2 separate regions of the Mustela erminea genome follow, and region 1 is linked to region 2. A link is a contact called in public Hi-C data. All regions are on one chromosome and are shown on one strand. Each heading gives the region's core, a stretch centred on a gene start, on an enhancer-like site or on the middle of the called end of the contact. The rest is flanking DNA. Distances are from core to core; before and after follow the strand shown.

Region 1 (3,976 bases), core at 706-3,205, 200 kb before region 2:
CTCACCCAGCACGAAGGAAATGGGGATGAGCTGGATGTAGCTGTCACAATACAGGGTCAGTTTCTCAAACATCACCTGCTGTTCCTCCGTGAGGGCCATCCTGGGGCGGGGCGAAGGGGGTGGTGTGGGATGTGTAGACCCTGCGAAGACGCGGCTGAGACCCGTACTGGCTCCAGCCAGGCCAAGGGTAGGAGTGTGACTGCCTCTTTGCTACCCCCACCACTTCCCGGTCCCTTTCACTGGCCCTGCCTGGGGCCCCTCCTCTGGCTTGAGCTAGGTCCCACTCCTCTGGTGTCCCAAACCCCAAGGAGACCTGGGCTCCATGGCTGGAAGAGGCACCCTCAGGAGGTTTTCTGTGATCTATAGGAAGGAAGGTCCTGCCGAAGGAGTCACTTTTAGGCACCACTGACCCTTTTAAGGGATCCAAAAGATAGCTTGAAAGCAGGTTCAAACAAAGAGGGTTTGGTCTTTTAAAAAAACACGGTGAGGTGAGATGAATGAGTAGGTTAAGCGCAGAGGGTTTTTAGGTCCGTGAACCTACTCTGTATGATACTGTCATGGTAGATAAATGTCATTTGTCCAAACCCATAGAATGTACAAAAAGAGTGGACCCTAGTGTAAACTGTGGGCTTTGGGTGGTGGTGGAGTGTCCGTGTGGGTTCAGCTAGTGTGACAAATGTGCCACTTGGCTGTGGCATGTTGGTAGTGGGGGCGAGTGTGTGTGCTTGAGGGGATACACGGACACTCTCTACCTTCTGCTCAATTCTATCAACTTAAAACTCTGTCTATTTTTTTTAAATCAACATATGTTGGTGCCTGCGCAACAACCAAAGAAAACCAAATGTGCTTTGTTACTGGTATTGTAATTATGAAATTAAGAATTTTCTGTATTTGATAGTTTTTCAGTCCATTTCAGTCATTAGTGCTTTTTCCATTCAGAATGCTTTCATATATTCTGTGATCATATCTGTCCTCTATTTTATTTAAGTAAACATTTTTATGGGGATGGGGAATACAGTTTGGGCCTGTGAGCTTGTGGGACTCAGGAAAATAGGCTGGCTGGCTGGGACCAGCTAAGGCCTGGGTTCCAGAAGCCTCTCCCTGGGTTGGAGGAAAGATACTCCCAGCCTGCACAGAGCCGCCTCCCAGGCTGCCTTCTTTTACCTCCTCTCTGGACCCCAACCCTCAGCCCCCAATCCCCCTACCCTCTACCCAGGCTTGGCCAGGAGCTCAGATCAGCCTTCAAGGTCTACTGGTATATTAGCCCACTGACTGGCTGGCTGGTTGTCCCAAGCCCCACTGCGGCCCTCCTGGGCCTCGGCCCTTCCGGGTCCCGGCCCCAGCCTGTCCCTCTGCACCTGTAAATGAAACGGATGGCGTAGTAGCTGAGCAGGAAGATGAGGAACTCTCCATAGAGCAGTTTGTAGATGCTGCCTCGCCAGCACAGCAGCAGGCGGGAGAAGGAGCCTAAGCGGGCATTAGCCACTTGGCTTGAGTACGTGACTGTCATGGCCGGGCGCTGGGCTGCAGCAAGTGGGTTTGGGTCCTAGTAGGCAGACAGGGAGGGACACTGACTGGGGTGGGGTGGCGGCTTGGATGGGGCTTGTCTGGGCCTCATAATGATCTTAGCCTAGACTCTTCCCTGCTCTGGGCCTCACTTTTCCTGTCTGCACACCAGGAGGGGAAGGAGGTGGCCTCAAAGGCCTGTTTGGCTCCTCCTGCCTGTGGGACATGGGAAACCAGGGAAGTAAGCCCAGAGCTGCCCACAGCCTTGGCACAGCTCCGTGCCCTCAAGTTGTATGACAAATGCAATGACAGCAGCAATAGCAAAGTCCACATAATGGACTTGGTCCCCTGAGCCAGGTGGCGTCCTGACCCCACCTTGTTCCTCAGTTCCCCCAAGCACCCGCAATCACCAATCGGAGCAAGACTGGTAAGGGGCCTGGTGGGTCTTGTCCACTGCCTTGTCCCCAGTGCCCAGAACACTGGCTGGTAGGGATGCTCAAATAACGTCTATTGAACAGTGACCCCCAAGGCCTTTCCACTTGCTAATCCTTCTGCCTGGAGGAAGCTCTTTCTCATCTAACTGTATGGCTCATCCCCATAGGTCACCTGTCCAGAAAGGCTGCTCCCAACCACTGTCCCTGTAAATAGCATCCCAGTGCCCCTGGTACTCTCTGTCCCCTCATCTTGTCGATTTCTCTACACAGTGTTTATCTTGTCCTACTTGAAATTCCATTCTGCAGGATGTCTGCTTGTTTACTGACCATTCCCTCCTGAGAATGGAGGCTCCCGCTGTGCTCTCATAGGAAGTGCTCAAGTAAAACTTCTGCAAGCAATGTACTGACACTGCTTGTCAATTGCGTTGACACCCAGCCTCTCCCAGCTTGCTCTGGCTGTCTTTGTGCCCCCTCACACCAAGCTCACGCCCACCTCAGAGACTCGGCACACACGCACAGGTGCCCCTACACATGCACACGTGCGGCCCATGGGTGTACATCTCACGCACCAGTGCAGGGACTGCCGTCCACCCCATAGGCCCTCCAAGCCCCCCCAGCCAGCCTGCCCGGGCAGACCCTTACTCACGGGAGGGGCTCCAGTCTTCTCAGACTATCCCACAACAGTTCTGGCCACTGGACCCGGGGGACTCCTGGGGGTCTTATGGCCAGTGCCCCAGCCCACACCTCGGGGCTGGCCCTGCCCATGCTTGAATTAAGCGGTCACTTGACTCCCTAAGGCAGGGCTTCCACAAAGGAGCCTTGTTTGGGTACCTTTCCATAATCCGCACATTAGCCGGAGCCAGTATGGCCTGGCCGGGGCCCCCCCTAATTCCTGCCGGTGCTGGGGACTGGGCACTGAGACAGAGCTAGAATCTGGGGCAGCTCCCCTCTCCCATGGGCCCAACCCTGCCATTTTCTCCAGGCCCTTAAATACAGAGATCGAAGGATCTCCTTCTGACCGCTGAGGTCTTGCAGGGAGAGCTGTGCGGACTAGGGCCGCGGCCCTGGTCTTTGCCTCCTGTGCCAGGAAGCTACACAGGTTGAGGAAGCCAAGGGCCAGGCCCTATGGGGCGTTGGTAGTATGGAGGGCAGTAGGAAGAACACTGGGAGTCCTGGCTTCTAATCTTGGCTCTGCCACCTGTGTGCAGTGACCCTAGTGGGCCTCTGCTCCTTCCTAGGCCTCAGCGTCCCTTTTCCTAAAGGATGGTATTGCTTTACACCTTATCACCTTTCTAAGAGTGAAGGCCGTCTGCCTATGCTGGTGAGGAGCTCTGATTGGCTGATGGTGACATCATAGGTGATTCAGGCTGTGATTGGCTTGCGGAATCCAGTTAGTAGGTTGGTTCACTGCTATGGAAGAAGGGGGTGGGGTGCGGGGGCAGGAGGCTGCCGTGTGGGGGCTGGGGCCTGGTGCGGGATGACACAGCAACCCGGGTGTTGATGCTGCTGGCGTGGAGCCAGCCCATGCAAAATGGGAGTATGTACCCGGGTCCCCAAGGGCAGCCGGGATCCAAGTATTTTAATACATCAGTCCACACAGGAGGGCCTCCTAAGCCACTGGAAGCGATGGGTGTCCAGGACTGGCTCCTCTTGGGGAAGCTCGAAGCCGCAGTGGCTGTTAGTCTTCAGTGAGTGGCCATGAGAATGGTCTGGAATATATATGAAACGTGCAGCTTGGGATCTTTCTCCAGAGTCTGATTCTGCCACCCAGGGGGAGGGTGGGGGAGGGGTGCTGCATGTCTAATGAGCAGGGCGGGCATTGGGATGCCAGTGGTCTTCAGATCCGACCTTCTGAAACCCTGGTTTTCAATATGACCTCGAGCCTTAAAATAAATCCGTTCCTCCTCCTCCCTCCCTCTCTCTTTCTGACTCTCCCTGGCATACTCCGAAGTGTTAACAATGCTGAGATTGCAGGTGACTTTTTTTTAAAGATTTTTCACCTATTTATTTGACAGAGAGAGAGCACGAGGAGGGGG
Region 2 (4,137 bases), core at 1,214-3,713:
CATGGGTGGGCCTCATTCAATCAGCCGTAAGGCCTTGGCAGCAATAACGTTTCCCAAAGAAATTCTGCCTGAGGGGCACCTGGGTGGCTCAGTGGGTTAAAGCCTCTGCCTTCGGCTCAGGTCATGATCCCAGGGTCCTGGGATCGAGCCCCTCATCGGGCTCTCTGCTCAGCAGGGAGTCTGCTTCCTCCTCTCTCTCTGCCTGCCTCTCTGCCTACTTGTGATCTCTCTCTGTCAAATAAATAAATAAAATCTTTAAAAAAAAAAAAGAAATTCTGCCTGAGGACTGCACCATCAACTCCTGCATGAGTTTCCAGCCCGTGTGCCAGCCCGATCCTTTTCAACCTTGCCAACCTCTACAATCACCTGAGTCAATTCCTTAAAATAAATCTCCTTACATTTGTCCATATCCTATACCTTATTGTTTCTCTGGAGAATCCTGACTGATACGGCAGCCCTAAGGAGGACTGGCAAAGAACATACACGAACAAGAGTTACGTGGCTTTCTCACACATTACGGCTCAAGTCTCCCTTCAGTGTCCCCTCAGCACTGCACCTGGTTTCTACTCCTACCACGATGTTGCCAGAAATTTTAACTCTTTCCCTTTGTATTTTCTCCCCACCACTAAGTCTGAAGCGTGAACTCCATGGCTCCTACCCGACCCTCGGTTCGGATCTAGGAAGCTGGCAAGCTGGAGCTGCTTATTCCCACGTGGCACTTCTGTGGTTCGGGCCCCTTTACAAGTATTTCCTAGGGCTGTGCTTCCCGAACTTCGGTCAGACCCAAACCACCCTCACAGATTTTTTTCGCCACTCCCATCTAAAACCTGTACTTTCATCCACATATTTTCTTTAAAGGGACGTCATTGCTTTAAAAACGAAGGTAAGTTGAAAAAGAGAACTCCTCTTAAGCAGTAATGCCTGTGTCATATCAGTTATATTTTAAGTGTCAAATGTGTGACTGCTAAAAAGGATTTTTTGGATGCCATTTAAAGTCATCGTGTGGGGCACCTGAGTGGTTCAGTTGGTTAAGCAGCTGCCTTCGGCTCAGGTCATGATCCCAGCGTCCTGGGATCGAGTCCCACATCGGGCTCCTTGCTCTGCAGGGAGCCTGCTTCTCCCTCTGACTCTGCCTTCCACTCTGTCTGCCTGTGCTCGCTCTCACTCGCTCTCTCTCTGACAAATAAAAAATAAAAAAATAAAAAAATAAAAAAAATAAAAAATAAAATAAAGTCATCGTGTGGGGCACCTGAGTGGCTCAGTGGGTTAAACGAATGCCTTCAGCTCAGGTCATGATCTCAGAGTCCCCGGACAGAGCCCCCGCAGCCCCCGCAGCAGACTCCCTGCTCAGCAAGGAGTCTGTTTCTCCCTCGGACCCTCTCCCCTCTCGTGCTCTCTCTCTCTCTCTCTCAAATAAATAAATAAAATCTTAATAAATAAGTAAAGCCATCGTGTGTCCACCGGTGGCATGCGTCCAACACTCCAAGAAAGATGACACCAGACCTTTTCGCTGCTCCCACTTTTCAGGATTCTTTCTAAAGCATCATAAAGCTACAATCCCCGCTTCCACTTAAGTCCTAACACTCAACCTGGTGTCAAGATCCTCCGTGCTCTGCTTCCCAACCTACCTTCACAGTCCGGGAGAAGTCCTGCCCTTTCTCACTGCTGCTCAGCCGTGCCCTCCTCCCGCCATCCTCTGGCTCCTGCCATACACGGGGTGCCCGGAACCGTTCGTCCCGCAGAAGCCACTCGATCGTCGGGTCCCGCCTCAGGCCGGCTGCTTTGCTAGAAGGCTTACCGAGGGGTCCGTGCCTGCCGGCCGGCCAGCCCCCCGCAGCCCCCAACAGCGGCAGGCGGGAAAGGGGTCTAAACCAGTGAAGTCTCCAAAATGTTCCTCATCCAGGACCTTGGTCAAAATACCCAACGGCCCCATAGAGTGCAAGCTATCTCCCGCCTTCCACACATGAAGGGAGGTTAGGCGACCGGTCCGAGTCGCAGAGCGGGAAGGTGGCGGGCCCGCGCTCTGGCCTTCGCCCCGCGCGCGGCAGACGGCCCCCCGGCCCCCGCCCCAACACCCAGAGTGAGGGGGACCGCCCCCCGCCCTCGGACACGCTTCCCACGGGGTCTCACCTGGCCTTTGGAGCGTGAGGCCTCGACAGTAGCGCTGGGTCGGGTGCTGCCCAGGACGCTGCTCAGCCCCGCACCCACCTCAGCACCGCCGCGGATCCTGTCGCGCTCCGCCGTCTTCCAAAGCCCGCGCTCCCGTCACGTGACCGCCGCCGCGCACAGCCTCCTGGGAAGTGTGAGGTCGGGCCCGACCCCCTCGGCCAGTTTCCCTTGGGCCAAACAGTCCCGCCGGGGAGAGCGAACCCTCTCAGCGGCTCGGGGGGGTACCCTTGCCCCAGCTCCACAGCGGGCGCCCACAGGCCGTAGCCCCCTCTACGCCCTAACCCACAGGCCTACAAATCCCACAATGCCACTCGCGGGGGAGGCACTTCCTCTTCCGCAGGACAGTGCGCCTGCCCCTGCCGACGTGTTATTCCGGTGGCGGAGCGGCGGATGACCCCGTGCCTGGCAAGATGGTGAGGGGGTTGAGGGGCGTTCTGGACGGGGCTGTGAGGACCCCTTGGGGCCCTTTCCACACTCGGTTTCTCTCGCGAAGGCCTCAGACGCCCGAGATCCAGACAGCCGGAGGCTGCTGTATCCTCCGGCTTGGGCTTAGGGGCGGGAAGGGAAGCCCCTTGCCTGGGATTCGTTAGGCTGAGGTTTTGATCTCTTGACGTTTAAGGGGTGAGGCGTGTGAGGTGCATTGCTAATACCTTGAGCTTTTATCTCTGTCGCCTGTGATTAAGCTGTTATCTCTATGTGGAAACTTCTTCCTCCTGTTGAACTCCTACTCATCCTACGAGGCCCAGGGCAGATGTTCAACCTTCTTGGTGGTGGACGGCCGATTTGGCGGCTCTCTCCTGGGAGCTCCCACAGCCTCCGTACAGACCTCTTGCCACATGTCATGGACTTCTTTGTTATCTGCCACGCCTCCTAGTGACCACCATCTGACGTGCCTCTAGCTCTGGGATGATGTCTATTCATCTTTGTATTCCCAGTGCCAAACACAGGGCCTGCAATTGGAAGCCCAATGAATGGCAGCGATTGTCTTTATCATTTTTGGGGGGAGGGAGCCCATAAATGTTTACTGAATTGAATTCCAGTGTCTCCTAGAACAATGGGGTCAGTTTATTTCTCTAGAGTTGTTATGTTCTGGACATTAGGAGCGTTGGCTGGGGAGTGACAATGGAAGTCAACATTTGTACAGAACTTTACCGTTTACAGCCCTCCTTCACAAGCATTACCTCATAATCTTCCCTGTAAGCCTGGGAAGGAAACAAACACTTTTTGAACGACTACTCTATGCCAAGAAGTGAGCTAGTTGCTTTGACGTTTGTCATCTTTCTTAAATCATACACCAACTCTGTGAGTGGTGTTATTATAACTGTTTTACTGAGACTCGTGATATTCAGTAGAGCCAGATTATTAACTGAAGTCTTTCCTAGTAGAGCCTGAGATTCCATTAATAGCGTAGTGGGAAGAATACAGGTGTAGAAGTTGAGATTGGGTCCCAGCCCAGGCTCTGAATTACAGCAGAATTCTGAGCTTGGTGTCTACAGACATGGGTCCATAGAGTTTCTAAAATTACAGGCAAACTTTTTCTTGCTTGTGGTTTACCCCGGGTGGGGGTCCATACTTTTTATCACATTTTTTTCATAGTCATCAGTGGTCTCAAAAAATGTTAGGGACCACCGATGGATAGCCAATCAGTCACCTTCTGTGTCAGCCTCTGACTCTGAGCTGCCATTCCTCTCTCATATTGAAAAAGCAAAAGTTCCACCTTTAGTTTAAGATACCATTGATATCATTTCCAAATGGAATTGCTTGATGTTGGTTCTGGAGGACTTTTATATTTCCCAGGCAGGAACAGACCTTTAACAGTCCTAGAAGGAGGAGGCTCCTTGACGACCTCATACTCCCCCCACCTCAGATTGAAGTCCTGGGATTCTTTGATAGCTCTGATCTCATGCCGTCCCCTAGGAGCTCGAGGCCATGAGCAGATACACCAGCCCAGTGAACCCTGCTGTCTTC

Evidence for each region. A called contact is a pair of places that touch in the nucleus more often than the background predicts.
Region 1: a contact with region 2 is called in a Hi-C map of spleen, with 6 times the contacts expected there. The contact joins the promoter of BEST1 here to the promoter of TMEM258 in region 2. A contact is called at or near these places in 2 of 3 Hi-C or Micro-C datasets (fibroblasts and spleen).

Annotation. Positions count from the first base shown.
Region 1 is chr9:104,665,217-104,669,192 of mMusErm1.Pri, reverse strand. It overlaps BEST1 (bestrophin-1), which reads right to left and starts at 1,955. Exons shown (of 10, transcript XM_032358506.1): 1 at 1,359-1,955; 2 at 6-100. The coding sequence starts at 1,510.
Region 2 is chr9:104,461,427-104,465,563 of mMusErm1.Pri, reverse strand. It overlaps TMEM258 (transmembrane protein 258), which reads left to right and starts at 2,463. Exons shown (of 4, transcript XM_032356950.1): 1 at 2,463-2,582; 2 at 4,087-4,137. The coding sequence starts at 2,580. It overlaps FEN1 (flap endonuclease 1), which reads right to left and starts at 2,337. Exons shown (of 2, transcript XM_032356948.1): 1 at 2,131-2,337.